2 separate regions of the Mus musculus genome follow, and region 1 is linked to region 2. The links are chromatin contacts, called in public Hi-C maps. All regions are on one chromosome and are shown on one strand. The core of a region is the stretch at or near the end of the contact, and the rest is flanking DNA. Distances in the headings are between cores, read along the strand shown.

What was found. A called contact is a pair of places that touch in the nucleus more often than the background predicts.
Region 1: a contact with region 2 is called in a Hi-C map of CD4 T cells, with 6 times the contacts expected there. The contact joins the promoter of Ing2 here to the promoter of Tti2 in region 2. A contact is called at or near these places in 2 of 484 Hi-C or Micro-C datasets (CD4 T cells and CD8 T cells).

The regions. Positions count from the first base shown.
Region 1 is chr8:47,673,791-47,680,190 of GRCm38.p6, reverse strand. It overlaps Ing2 (inhibitor of growth family, member 2), which reads left to right and starts at 5,032. Exons shown (of 2, transcript NM_023503.3): 1 at 5,032-5,685. The coding sequence starts at 5,511. AA386476 (expressed sequence AA386476) reads right to left here and starts at 4,800. Exons shown (of 1, transcript NR_166692.1): 1 at 1-4,800.
Region 2 is chr8:31,146,954-31,154,000 of GRCm38.p6, reverse strand. It overlaps Tti2 (TELO2 interacting protein 2), which reads right to left and starts at 3,685. Exons shown (of 7, transcript NM_144927.3): 1 at 2,502-3,685; 2 at 306-492. The coding sequence starts at 3,151. Snord13 (small nucleolar RNA, C/D box 13) reads left to right here and starts at 4,043; the gene lies at 4,043-4,140.

The sequences.
Region 1 (6,400 bases), core at 3,783-6,282, about 17 Mb before region 2:
GATTTGTTTATTTATTTATTTATTTACTATATGTAAGTACACTGTAGCTGTCCTCAGACACTCCAAAAGAGGGAGTCAGATTTCGTTACGGATGGTTGTGAGCCACCATGTGGTTGCTGGGATTTGAACTCCTGACCTTCGGAAGAGCAGTCGGGTGCTCTTACCCACTGAGCCATCTCACCAGCCCCCACACTTTTTTTTTATTTACCTTTTTTTTTCTTTTTGCATATAACACTCTTTCTTGATAGAGAATCTGATATTTCCTTAACTTTGTCCTAACCAAAGTAGTTTCTATTTCTTTTTTTAAAAATTATTTATGCTATGTATATGATTACATATATAGCTGTCTTCAGATACACCAGCAGAGGGCGTCAGATCTCATTACAGATGGTTGTGAGCCACCATGTGATTGCTAGGAATTTAACTCAGGACCTCTGCAAGAGCAGCTAATGTTCTTACCTGGTGAGCCATCTCTCCAGCTCCAAACTCACAAAATCTTTGCCCTCCTGTGTGTCTAGAGTGTTGGGATTGAAGTAGTATGCCATCACACCAGGCTGATGCCCTTTTTATGTAAAAATTTCATTTACCATAATTTTTCTGGGACTGGAGAGATGGCTCAGTGGTTAAGAGCACTGACTGCTCTTCCAGAGGTCCTGAGTTCAATTCCCAGCAACCACATGGTGGCTCACAACCATCTGTAATGGGATCCGATGCCCTCTTCTGGTGTATCTGAAGAGAGGAACAGTGTACTCAAATACATAATTTTTCTGAATCTCCTAATATTTTTAACAGTGCTTTTCAACCATCCAAATATCAGATAATCATTGCAGTCTCATTAAATTGAAGAGGGACTTAACTGGTCTTACTGGTTTAGGAAAACCCTCACTAACCAAATGAAATGTTTGAGACTTGATTGGATTCTGTTAATACAAATGTGAAAAGATTAAATGAGACAGTGGACAAACACAGAAACTCTTATTATGAAAAATTTATGGGTTAGAGTAATGGCAATGTATGTCTAAACTCTTATTGTATTTTATCTGTTTATAGGTAAAGCACTTTCACATAAGATTTGTATTTACACATGTATGAGTGAGTGTTGCATTTGCTTGTATGTATGTGCACCTGTGTGTATGGTGCCATGGAGGTCAGTAGAGGGCATTGATCGGATCCCCTGGAACTGGAGTTACAGATAACTGTGAGCCACCAGGTGGTTGCTGGGAAATATACATCCATGAGGTAGAATAACCAAAATTCCTGTAATAAAAAATTCTACACACACACACACACACCCCATTTATACAAGACTTTGCTGAGAGGAATTTGAACAGAAAATAGAAGTAGGGTCAGACAAGAGACCCTACACTGCTAAGTAGCACAGACGCTCCTCTTCAGTGAATATTTTAAGAAGCAGTGTCACCAGCAGAGATCGTTTGGGTGGCTTTTCAGTGACCTTGGAGAAGTCCTGCCCGCCCCCCTCCCACCCCAGGTTGGCCTCCAACTCAGAAATCCCCCTGCCTCTGCCTCCTGAGTGCTGGGATTAAAGGCATGCGCCACCATGCCCCGCCCTTTTTTTTAAAAAAAGTGTTTAGATAATTTTATGTGTGTAAGTGTTGGCCTGCATGTATGTAGGTGCACCACATCTATGCCTGGTGCCTACAGAAGTCAGAGAACTGGAATTAGGAATGGTTATAAACTGCACTGTAGATGCTGGGAATTGAACCCAGGTCCAAGAGCGGCAAGTGCTCTTAACCACTGGGCCATATCTACAGCCCCATCAAATAAGATTTTACTACTCCACTGAGGATGAAAAACAAAGGTCATCCATTAAATATAGTCACATGCTGATAATGGGGATCCTGAGCAAATGGTATATATAAGTATACTTTTGTGTTTGGAAGTTTACATCCTAAAATTTTTTTAAATGTATATTAAGCTGGGTATGGCAGCACATACGAGTATTCCCAGCACTTGAGAGGTAGACAAAGAAAGATCTCAGGTCTGAGGCCAACCTGGCCTATGACATATTTGTATTAAGATGTCACGATAAAACCCATTACTTTGTAAGCTAACCTAAAAAAAAAAAATAATTAAAAGGCAAAATTCAAAAAGTTAAAAAAAAGAAAAATTCCGAGCTGGAGAGATGGCTCTAAGTTTCAGAACACGGGCTGTTCTTGCAAAGGATCTGGGTTTGGTCTGTAGCGCTCACACGGTGGCTCACAGCTGTGTGCAATTCTAGGTCCACAGGATTTGACACCCTTTTCAGTGCAAAAGATACAAGATCCTTGAGCACCAGGCATGTACATGGTACACAGCCACCAATCAAAGAAAAGAAAAAAGGGAAAAAAATGAAATATTAAACAGAAGAAAAGATTTTCTAATGTAATCAGCTTAATTCAGGCAGAAACTGTTTTCCCTCAGTTCCTGCTAGTTTGCTTTTAATCAGTTGAGACTGTTTCTCTCATCTCATACCATATTAACTATGGACATAAACATTTTAGTATAAAAGAAATAGGCTTGAGGACATTTCCCATTAGGCACCTAATAAAAGGCACATAATAGACTTAGTCCAGTAATTTGAAGCCAATTGCACACTATTGGGGGGGGGGCATCAGCTACTTATCTTTTTCCAGGTCAGTTTAAGAGCAGGACAAAATACTAAAGAACAACCCTGCCCATCCCACCCCAGAATAGCATCAATTTCTAGAGTGTAGAGTGGGAGATTTTTAAATTTTGCGTTCAGGAGTTAGGAGACCCACTCTGAAGAGGCCATATGAGTAGCTACTTTAAGAGAAGGACACTGATAAATAGCTTGGGTCAAGAGCTGGAATTGCAAGGACTAAAGAATGCAATGCCTACTTCCCATCCTCGAGTAAACATTTTCCCCACACAGGCTGCTTCCAGAAGGATGCCAGAATTAGATTAACCTGTATGAATAAATGCAGCAAGAAAAGCACACCTGCACTAATCCATACACATTATCATGTTTTAAGTTCACAAAGTTTCTATCAGTGCCAGTGGAAAACAGGGATCTGGAGTTCTTTCTCGTCCTTCAGTCTGTCAGAATTATTTGAGGTACCAAGAATGCTTTCCAAAATCCTTCCTTGCTTCTCAACTTGTTTTTTTTTTTTTTTTGCTCTTGGTAAGTCACAACCAGTCAGCCTGCAGCTCAGTAAAGCAGGCTGTATAAAATCCATGGGCCCATACAGTGTCTAACTCCAATCAGTAAGAAACAGGGCAGCTTGCAGTAATTCCACCTTTTAGCTAGAATTGGCTGAACCAAGTTTGTGAGTAAATACAAAAATTAATTCAGGTTTTAAAAAAAGGGAACAAGCTGGGCAGTGGTGGCACACGCCTTTAACTCAGCACTTGGGGGGCAGAGGCAGAAGGATTTCTGAGTTTGAGGCCAGTCTGGTCTAGAGAGTGAGCTCCAGGACAGCCAGGGCTACACAGAGAAACCCTGTCTCGAAATCAAAACCAAACCAAACCAAACCAAACCAAAAACAAAATAACAACAAAATCAAGTCAATAACCTTAACAATGGTTATTTTCAACAAGACCTGGCTCTTTAATATTAAATAATGGAAAGAAAATTCGTCCCACGTTCTCAGAAATTCAATAAATACTGTGCTTGCCTCGGTTGGCTTAATACTCCACTGATCAAAATCTCAGCGTTAAAGTACATTAACACATTAGTTCCCAGGCCTTCCAATATAGCCCTTGTCCTCAGGACGCCGAATTCCGCGTTGTGTTTTGTCGAAATCCAAATTTTCATCTAGACCAGGACCTAGGTTTCCCTTGGCATCCCAACAGCTGCTTAATATACCCCACTGTATGAAAGTGTGCTGAACAGGCCGGGCAACAGGTATAGCGCTGCAAACCGGGCAAGAGCACCCAAACTTAGCACTCTGGCGTTTTCTCTCTTCTCATTCAAAGACGCCGCTCCCATTGGGCATCTCATCTGAATTAAGCGACTACTCTTTCTTATACCTATTTCGGTTGGGGGGGGGGGGGAGAACCAAAACCAAAACAGCTCACATATTTATATACATTCCGGAAGTCTATCCGTAATTACAGTGAGCTCCTCCTACCGGCATTTCACTGATGGTACTGGGGGAGTAAGGCGGATAATCCCTCACACGGAAAGCACCGCACTCGGTGGTTGATCCGATTTCTAATCCCATCTGCACTGATCCCCTGCTGGCTAGTGGTGAAGCCGAGTGAAAAGACAGTGAGGACTGTGTGTCCTCGCTGGCGGGTGATGCCTAGGCGATTCGACATCTGACAACAGTTTCCTTAAGATGGTTTGGGACTGGGGACCGGGGCGGCGTGCAGCCTTGCCACCTCCCTAAACCAAACTCTTAAGCGCGAGGAGGGGGAGCAGACCCTGAGAGCCACCCCGGCGCTGGGGGGTGGAGGGGCCGCACGCAAGGCGGGGAGTCCGCATTTAAAAGGGCAGAGGGCGCACCGCCTACCTCCGCGGTCCGCCCCGGTGCTCCGGGACCGTGGCCGCGGGGCGCTCGGCGGGAAGTCGCCGCGCATGCCCGGAGCCGCGCCCGCTGCACCCTGGGTCGCCTTAGTTCCCCCTCAGGCCTCACTCGGCCAGCGGCGCCCAGGGGCCGCTCGCTGCTGTCTTGGAGGCTCGCGAGGGAGGCGCTGGATCCGCCAGATGGAGGCAAGGTCGGTAACTCGGGGCCGAGCGAGCCGAGCCGGCGCTTCCTATCCCTGTAGGGGAACAGAAACGAAGAGAGCGGTCGCCCGGCCTCTCGGGGGCAACCGTCAGGACTTCGGTCGAAGGGGGCAGGCTCAGCCATGCGGTCCCTTTAAGAGGGGGCGGGGCGCGGCCTGCCGTTTGGCCGGCCTCCGCACCCTCCCCCCGCCCCCAGGCGAGAGCTGACAGACCAATCGCCCGGGTGGCGCAGGGAAGGCGGGAGAATGCGAACTCTTCGGTAGGACGATAGGGGCGGGGCCCCAGCCTTATTAGGAGTGAGTGCTGCGCAGGCGCAGATGCGGTCGCTGGCCAAGGGGCGGGGACTAGTCCTGTGAGACTCCGACAGGCACGGAGGCTGATAGAGAGGCGAGAGGGTAGCGAGGGGCTTGTCACGGGGATCCGGGCGACCGGGCAGCCCCGGTAGTGTCTGGGGAGTCCCCGGGGGGGACAGCCAGCGTCGCTGCCTGGGAGCCCCGGCGCCATCGGCCGCGGGGAACCCCGCTGCTCGCTCTCCTAGAGAGGGAGGGGGCCGGAGGGAGCCCCGGTCTCGCCCCGCCCCTGGGCTTGTTACCGCGGGGGCGGGGAGTAAGGGCTTCTTCTTGGGGGAGTGGAGATCGGGGGACTCGGCGGTGCCCTCTCGAGCGGCGGCCGTGTCCCCGCGGCGCCGGGCTGCCGAGCGGAGGAGCGGCGGTCGTGGCTGTTGCATGTGTGGCTGCTGGATGCGGAGGCGGCGGCGGCGGCGGCGGCGAGGAGCAGCAGCAGCGGCGGCGGCGGCGGTGGTGGTGGTGGCGGCGGCAGGATGTTAGGGCAGCAGCAGCAGCAGCAGCTGTACTCGTCGGCCGCGCTCCTGACCGGAGAGCGGAGCCGGCTGCTCTCCTGCTACGTGCAGGACTACCTGGAGTGTGTGGAGTCGCTGCCCCACGACATGCAGAGGAACGTGTCGGTGCTGCGGGAGCTGGACAACAAATACCAAGGTACTTTCCCTTCTTTCGGGTGACAGTGTGCGCCGAGTGCACCGAGCGATCTGGTGTGTGGGGCCGGGAAGCGGTTGTGTGTGTGTGTGTGTGTGTCTGGGTGGGGGGACGGCACAGCACACTCGCGGCCCTCCCTGTCCCGGCTGCGGCTGACGAGGACTTCCGAGGACCGCCCGTCCGTCAGCCCCCGTTGCAGCTCCGGCGGCTGGCTGCAGCTGCCGCGGACGGGAATCAGCCATTTTTAAGCGAGCATTTGTTCCGGTGCCTGCCGGTTGGGTGCCGCACACTGTCCTGCCCGGGGCTGGAGAGTGTGCAACGAGCAGGGTTGCGGGGCTGGACCGGGGTGCTGGGCCTGCTTAGCCCCTTGCCTGCTGGGGCTCCCTCCGTCTGCGAGCAGATGCATTGGAACGTATGGGGGGGAGGGGGCGAGAGGACGGCGGAGGTGGACTCGGGAGATGCCTCTCCCCCCACCCCCACCCCCCTCCAGCTCCCGGCGTGGCGCGGGACTGGGACGGTCTGTGCTTCCCTCTCGCCCCGGGGAAAGTTCCGGGCCGCCCGGTGTCTCACTCAGCCCTTCTTCGGCTACTGCCAAATGGTTAAAGGGGGAGGGGTTCCCCCGCAGGGCGAGACGGAGAAGGGGTGTGTGTGTTGTGTATGTGTGTGCGTCCGTGTGTGTGTGTGCGTGTGTGTGTGAGTGTGTGGCGGGGAGGGTCCG
Region 2 (7,047 bases), core at 2,436-4,935:
GTTACTGGCTAATTTCTATAGGTGATTTTGCTTTTTTATCTTTTCACATTTTTCATAATTAAGCATGATCTTTTTACTTCTATGATTACCCTTTTATTTATATTACCAGCACAATATTATTTCTACTAGATTCAGAGAGAAAAAATATATTTGGAGAAAAACTATAAATAAATGAATTATATGACTTAACATTTTAAAAAGCTACTTATAAAGACAAAAGGATAAAGCAAAAACACATCAGAAATGAAGCGCAGCCATGGGTGAGTCGGCTGTCTGTCAGTGCAGGCCAGAGCTGAGGAGCTTACCACAGTAACCACAATGTGATGGAGGCACTGGACACCCAGGATTTTATTCTCTGTCTGATAGTCATCTGAGATGAGCAAAGACGGAGGAAGTATCTTTTCTAGATGCTGATTCAGCCAGGGCTGAGTGACTTGTTGGAGAGTCCACGAGAAAACATGTTTGACAGCAGGATTCTTCTTCCAGGTTTCCCTGAAAAGACACATGAAAACCACACTAAGTGAATGGCACAGCGTTAGCAAAAATAATCAGTTGAAGCTTAACAAGATTTTCTTCTTCTCTTCCTCCTCTTGTCTTTAACGGATTTTATACATATATATGTATCCGTATGTGTATATCTCCGATACAACTCTTGGTTTTTTTCAAATGCATTTTATGATATGAAATAAAATAATTCACATATCTTATACTATATACACTTGTCAGTTGTCCAAACTTGGGGTAATATAGGCTTATCCAATGAATAGCAGCCATTCATAACTACCTACAACTATGTAAGACCTGTGTGGTCAGCAGCAGTCGTGTTGGTGGATGACGTGAAATGTGCTGAGAAGGGAGAGAGATGAGCAGAGGTATGTCACCACTTCAGTGTCTAAGGACTAGAGAACTCAGAGCATGAGTGCCAACTTAGAGCTTATAAAAGGAAACTGCACATCTGACTCAACCTCCTTAAAACACCGTCTGTATAACTGGTATATCGCCTTTAACTACAAATAATAAACAAGATTCACGGATGCTATCTGACCAAGGATGTTGTGAGAAGTCACAACAATACAAAGAAAACTAACTGGGCCCAGTGTTGCACCCCTGTAATCTGAAGTATGTGTATTTGAGGAAGGTGAAGTAAGAGGATCTCTCCCAGTCAAGGCCAACATGGATTACATAGGAAGTACAAAGCCAGCCTATAATCATGTCTTAGTAGAAAAAGAAGGAGGGACTAGTTTAAAAGCCTTTTAACTCTAGGTTTATTTCACCTCATCATTCTGTAGCCAGAGGACTGGGGATCTAGCTCAGTTGGTAAGGTGCTTGTCTAACATGAACAAAACCCTGGGCTCCATCCGCAGCAGTTGCATACACCAGGCATGGTGAGACACTTGCCTGTAAGCCCAGCACCTGGAAGCAGGATCAGAGATTCAGGGCCAACATCCTTGGCTACACGAAACGCTGCCTGACAGGGCCAGAGAGAAGGCTCGGTGGTCAAGAGCACTTGCTGTTTCTCCACAGGACCCATATTTAGATCCAAGATATGTCAGGTAGCTGTCATATGTAAGTCTTGCTCCAGGGAATAAGACACCTCTGGCCTCCTCAGGCACCTGCAATCTCATGCAGACACACACCTACATATAATTAAAATTAATAAAATCCTTTTTTAAAAAGAAGTGTTCTTTTCTTCTTCTTTTTAAAAAAAGATTTATTTATTTTATGTATATTAATAAACTGTAGCTGTCTTCAGACACACCAGAAGAGGGCATCAGATACCATTACAGATGGTTGTGAGCCACCATGTGGGTGATAGGAATTGAACTCAGGACCTCTGGAAGGGCAGTCGGTGCTCTTAACCACTGAACCCTCTCTCCAGCCCAATAAAATCTTTTTAAAACAACCTGCCTTGGGCAGGTGTGGTAACACCCACAGAGATCAGAGGCAGAAAAACCTCTGTTAGTTCCATGCCAGCCTGGTCTACGTAAAAGTTCCAGGCCAGCCAAGGGTACACAGTGAGACCATATCTCAAAATAAGTGAATAAAATATAAATAGATAAAATTAAGACCTAGCTGAAAAACAAAACAAAACGCTGATAGCAATCTAGTTCAGACCACGTACTACAAATCGTTTTCAGTTTCATCCCAATTATTATTCCTTATAATCACTTTATCCAATAATTATGAACAAGTTAGAAGTCCCTGTATTTAAATTCATGCTGAAAGACTGGGTCTTCTCCAAATACCCATGGGTACTTAGCATAAGATACTCGATTCCATATAAATGGGACAGAATCTTCCATATCTATTGTCAGAATTTCCAGTTTTCCAAGGCAGTCATTTGGTGGAGAAAATGGAATTTGATGACTTCAGTTCTAATCTTGAATTTGCTGCTATATGATTTCCTCGTCTCTAGTAAGCCACAACCGTTCCGGTCCTTAAGAAATCTATTATCTCAGCACCCCTATCTGTCTGATAATAGTGAAAAGAGCATTACTCACTTATTCAAATGGGGCTTAAGAAGCCCCAAGACCACAGCAAATCTCCCTCGATCGTCTTCATTTTCTCCGCATAGGAATCCTGCCACAGAACTGCACTCAGTAACTCTAAGCAATAAAGACAGCACCTCACCAGCAACATGCTGAGATGCTGGACTGGTCCATGGCTGCTTCAATCTGTGAGTGATGGCAAAAATATACACGGGTCCTGACATGTGACGGAGGCCTGTCTTCCACGCAGGGCAGTCGGGAGAACTCTTGGCAGCTTCAACCTTCCCCAACAGCTTTAGAAACAGTGAGCCAACTTCAGTCGCCTTCTCGGGCACTTCGGGATGCTCTTCGACCCCATCTGCCTTCTCCTCGGGTGCTGCGAACTTCTCCAGGGCTCTCACCACCTGCCCCAGGATCTCGGGCATCCCCCGGAGGGATCCCCCACTCCCACTCCCCTCAAAGAATCTGTCACCTTCGGCGGCTTCTATTAAAGCGCCGAGGTCTTTAAGAGCCGCATTTCTTGCGCCGCCCTGTCCTGATGACTTTGGGCGGCTGAGACGGTTCAGAATCTTGGAGAAGGCTGGTTCGAGGGCCGGGGGAGAGCCCTCTGCAGGCAGGGAGCAGCCGACCCCCGACTTCTCTTCGGCACTGTCCAGCTTCATTCCTAGTCGCACCGGAGGGGCTGGGCTCGCCCCCCCCGCCCCCCCCGGGGGGGGACAGAGACCAAATGGGGATGGTGTCTGGAGTCTCGGAGGGAAGGTCGTCCGGGGCTCGGTGTCCCCCAACGAACAGAACTAAAACCAGGCACAGCTAAAAGGCGAGATGTCTCACTGTCTTGACGCAAGGATCGAGTGTCAATCCACCCAGTAAAGTGGCTGTAAGAAGAGAGCCTCAAGCCGGGCAGTGGTGGCGCACGCTTCAGGAGGCAGAGGCAGGCAGATTTCTGAGTTCGAGGCCAGCCTGGTCTACAGAGTGAGTTCCAGGACAGCCAGGGATACACAGAGAAACCCTGTCTCGAAAAAAAAATAGGAGAGCCTCAAGCTCCTAACACGTAGCGAAATTTGTCTTTCCGAAAACTCAAAAAAGAAAAAAAAAACAGTTAATTTTAAAGACAAACTACTGAACCGTGACACCAAAAAGGCTCCCGAAACCAAGCGCTCTTCCAGTACGGTAGCTGTATTCCGCAACTTCCGGCCCTGGAGAGCATTGTAGCCGTAAAGCAAAACTAACTTCCGCCAGCGGAGCCGCAACGCTTCTTTTTACGACTCGCGACCAGAAAGCAACAAACAGTCCGTCAGAGAAGGAAGGGGTAAAAGGTGGAGCATGAAGGATATATTTGCATAACTAAGCGTTCGCTCATTAAGTTTGTTCCTGATTTCATCTGCTAGGCTAGAAACAAGAGAATTCTCGCAAAATCCTAGTAACAGTTTGAAATTGTACTAGATTTTGTGTGCAAAAGCTAAATAGAGCGGCAGCATATTAGTCACCCTCTTTGAAAAACTGGTGAGACTTACTCGATACTTCGCAAGCTAACAGTAAGGCCGATCCTTTCTGGTTCATAAAGCGTGATGATTGGGTGTTCACGCCATTGCGTGACATGTGCCGCCCATAAACCTTGTTACGACGTGGGCACATTACCCGTCTGACATGAACTTAGGAGGATCCTCCACTTCTGGTTCTTGTGTAGATTAGAGTTATGCCCTGTTTTTTACTTCTTGGTTCAGTCAGGTAGGATTACTGGTTAGGTAGTGGAAAGTGTCCAGGGTACCTGGGACTAATACATTATTACTAAAGTACATTCCATTCCTAAGAGAAACTGAAAGTGACAGAGTTATGCTTCTTACAAGTCGCTCTGGTACAATTCACTTCTTTCTAAGAAAAATTGTTTTATTAAGTTATTACTCTGATGTGTATAAATGCTTTGTTCACATGCGTATATGTGTACCTGGTGCCCCCCCTGGTCCCCGCGGAAGCCAGAAAACAGTGTCCAGTTCTCTGAACTTGAATTTCTGGAGTTTGTTAGCCATGGCATGTTCTTAACTGAACCATCTTTCCACTCCAAGACATGCTCTTCTTAGTGTTACACTATTTGCCACTACACTACCAGTGATGCCTGTGTGGCTTTTTTTCCCCCCTTCACTTCTCTGTGTGACCTCTTGCAAACGGCAATAGCTCAGATCTCTATGTCTTAATTTCTGTATTGGGGAAACAAATGTAGATAATTACTGGTCCCCATCTCTTAGGACTGTTGGGACAATTTTTAATGTACATAAATGCCGGGAACAATATCTGATCAGCATAAAGTTCATAGAGGTGTTAGTTCCCATTGTTATGCAACAGCACCAACATTAATTTACATTTCTTCTTTCCAAGAAAATCTGGTGATTAGAATTCTAACTCGGAACCTCTTTCTTCTGGCTTTTCCCACTCTGACCAATTGGTGGCACTCTGATCAATCACTGCTAACCACTTCCAAGAGAAACCTTCCCTTAACAAAAGCAGCTTGAGGCCAGTCAATAAGAGGTTATTGTGTCTGTACTGTGTGGGACGTTTCTTTTCTGTAGCATGTGCCCTTTGTGTCCAGTGGATCCAGACGCCTTTCAGACTTGAGGAGTGCTCTGTATTGTTGAGATCTCTCGCTGGGTTTCCCAAAGCCCGAGCCAGCCATGCCTTTACTTCTATCTAGTGCCTGGCACAATTTAGTCAAGGCAACAAATGTATCCTGAATGCCCATGTCCACGCACAGAGGACAGGCTGGATTGACCACCCACACAATGCAGCTACATGGAGCTGCGTCCACACAATGCAGCTTGGTGCAGCTGCAGTGAGGGAGAAAAAGCAGTCTCTGTGTAACACCATGGAACTCTGGGAATATAGATAGGTGGAAGGAGCAGAGGGGAGGAAGGGTAGATAGATGCTCTCTTGTAAGAAAGAAGGAAAGATAGAGAGTAAGATATATGCATTTCCTTGTGTGTTAAAGTAGAAATGGAAGGTAAATAACATGTATAAACAATTATGTGTCAGGAAATAACAGAATGAAGGAATAGAAGCAAGATCTCTCTATGTGTACTTTTATCGCTTTAACTCGGAAATCATGTGAAACCCTTACATAATTATTTTTAAGAGAAAATCAGGTGTGGTAGCGCATGACTATAATACCAACTTGAAGGAGGCTAAAGCAGGAAGATCCAGGCCAGCCTGGGCTAAACAGTAACATGGCTCAGTTGGGAGTGTGTTTGCACAGGCAATGGACTAGAACCTCCAGCAGGACAGGAGACTGGGGATAGGGTATGTGCCTGTACACCTAGCACTGGTGAGGTCAAGGCAGCAGGGTCAGAAGTACAAGGCTAGTCGGGTCACATGAGACTCAAAATAAATAAAGAATGAATAAGTGAATGAATTGTCAAGTCGCATTCCCTAGAGTGGCACTGAAAATGCTTGGCCAAGGATTTGGGGAGACGGTACGCAATGCCGCCCCGCATGAGGCGGTGCAGCTGCTGCAGGACAGTCTGACAGTTTCTCTGCAAAGTAAACAGGGTCAACACAGAGCTGAACCAGATTTAACAACTGTCTTCATTGATGTATAGCCAAGAGGACTAAATTCTTGTACCAGTACGAAAACTTGAACATGGATGTTCACAGCCACAATCTTCTTAGGCAGTGGGATCAGTTCACAGAAAAAGAGATAAATGCTATCTGTAGCTTACATTACCCTAATGACCATATCAAAGGGGGTCCCTGAGGTGGGCCTGTTGGGAGATACCAAAACTGTGAGCTATGCAGGTTTTGCCTACCAGTCATGCATTACCGAGACAAATACTTGAGACTATTCCTAAAAAGAGGGAAAGATTAGTTTGGCTTGTGGTCTCAGGTGTTCCCTGTCTTTGTGCTGGTGGTAACACAGTAGATCACGGTGGGGGAAAAGAAACAGAAAATGCTGCATCTGGGAAGAAAGTCAAAGACAGACAGACAGACAAACAGACAGACAAACACACACACACACACGGGGAGGGGGCAGAGTGAGAGGAACAGGGGATTTGACTAGGACCAGATTTCTAGTGTCTCCTTTGAACACAGCCCTCTGTTGATGTAAATCCTTTACTTTTGGCCTTACTTCTAAAGCTTCTACCATGTTGTTGTGGTGCCACAAGTAGAGTCTAAGCCTTTAACATATGGGCCTTTGGGGTTAGAGTTCATATCCAAACAAGCCTATGACGTAAGTGACCATACTGCTGTGGAATCCTTGGATGATGGGCCACAGGCCCAATGTTCTAGAAGCTGTGAAGCAAACCCCTTTTCTTCATCAGTTAACTACCCAGATATCTTGTTATGATAACAAAAGCTAGCACAGTGAAGGAAGGGTGAAAGAAACACACGATGGGAGTTTACTTAGATATAATTAATGAAAGATCTTGGTTTCTTCCATGCTGTTTGGTGAGAGTGCTTGGTGCTGGGAATTGAATGTGTGCTGAGTTTACCCATGCTGAGCACATACTGAACAACACCCTCAGCTATAAGTGACATTCTGATGCATATGACACAATGGAAGAACCTTCAA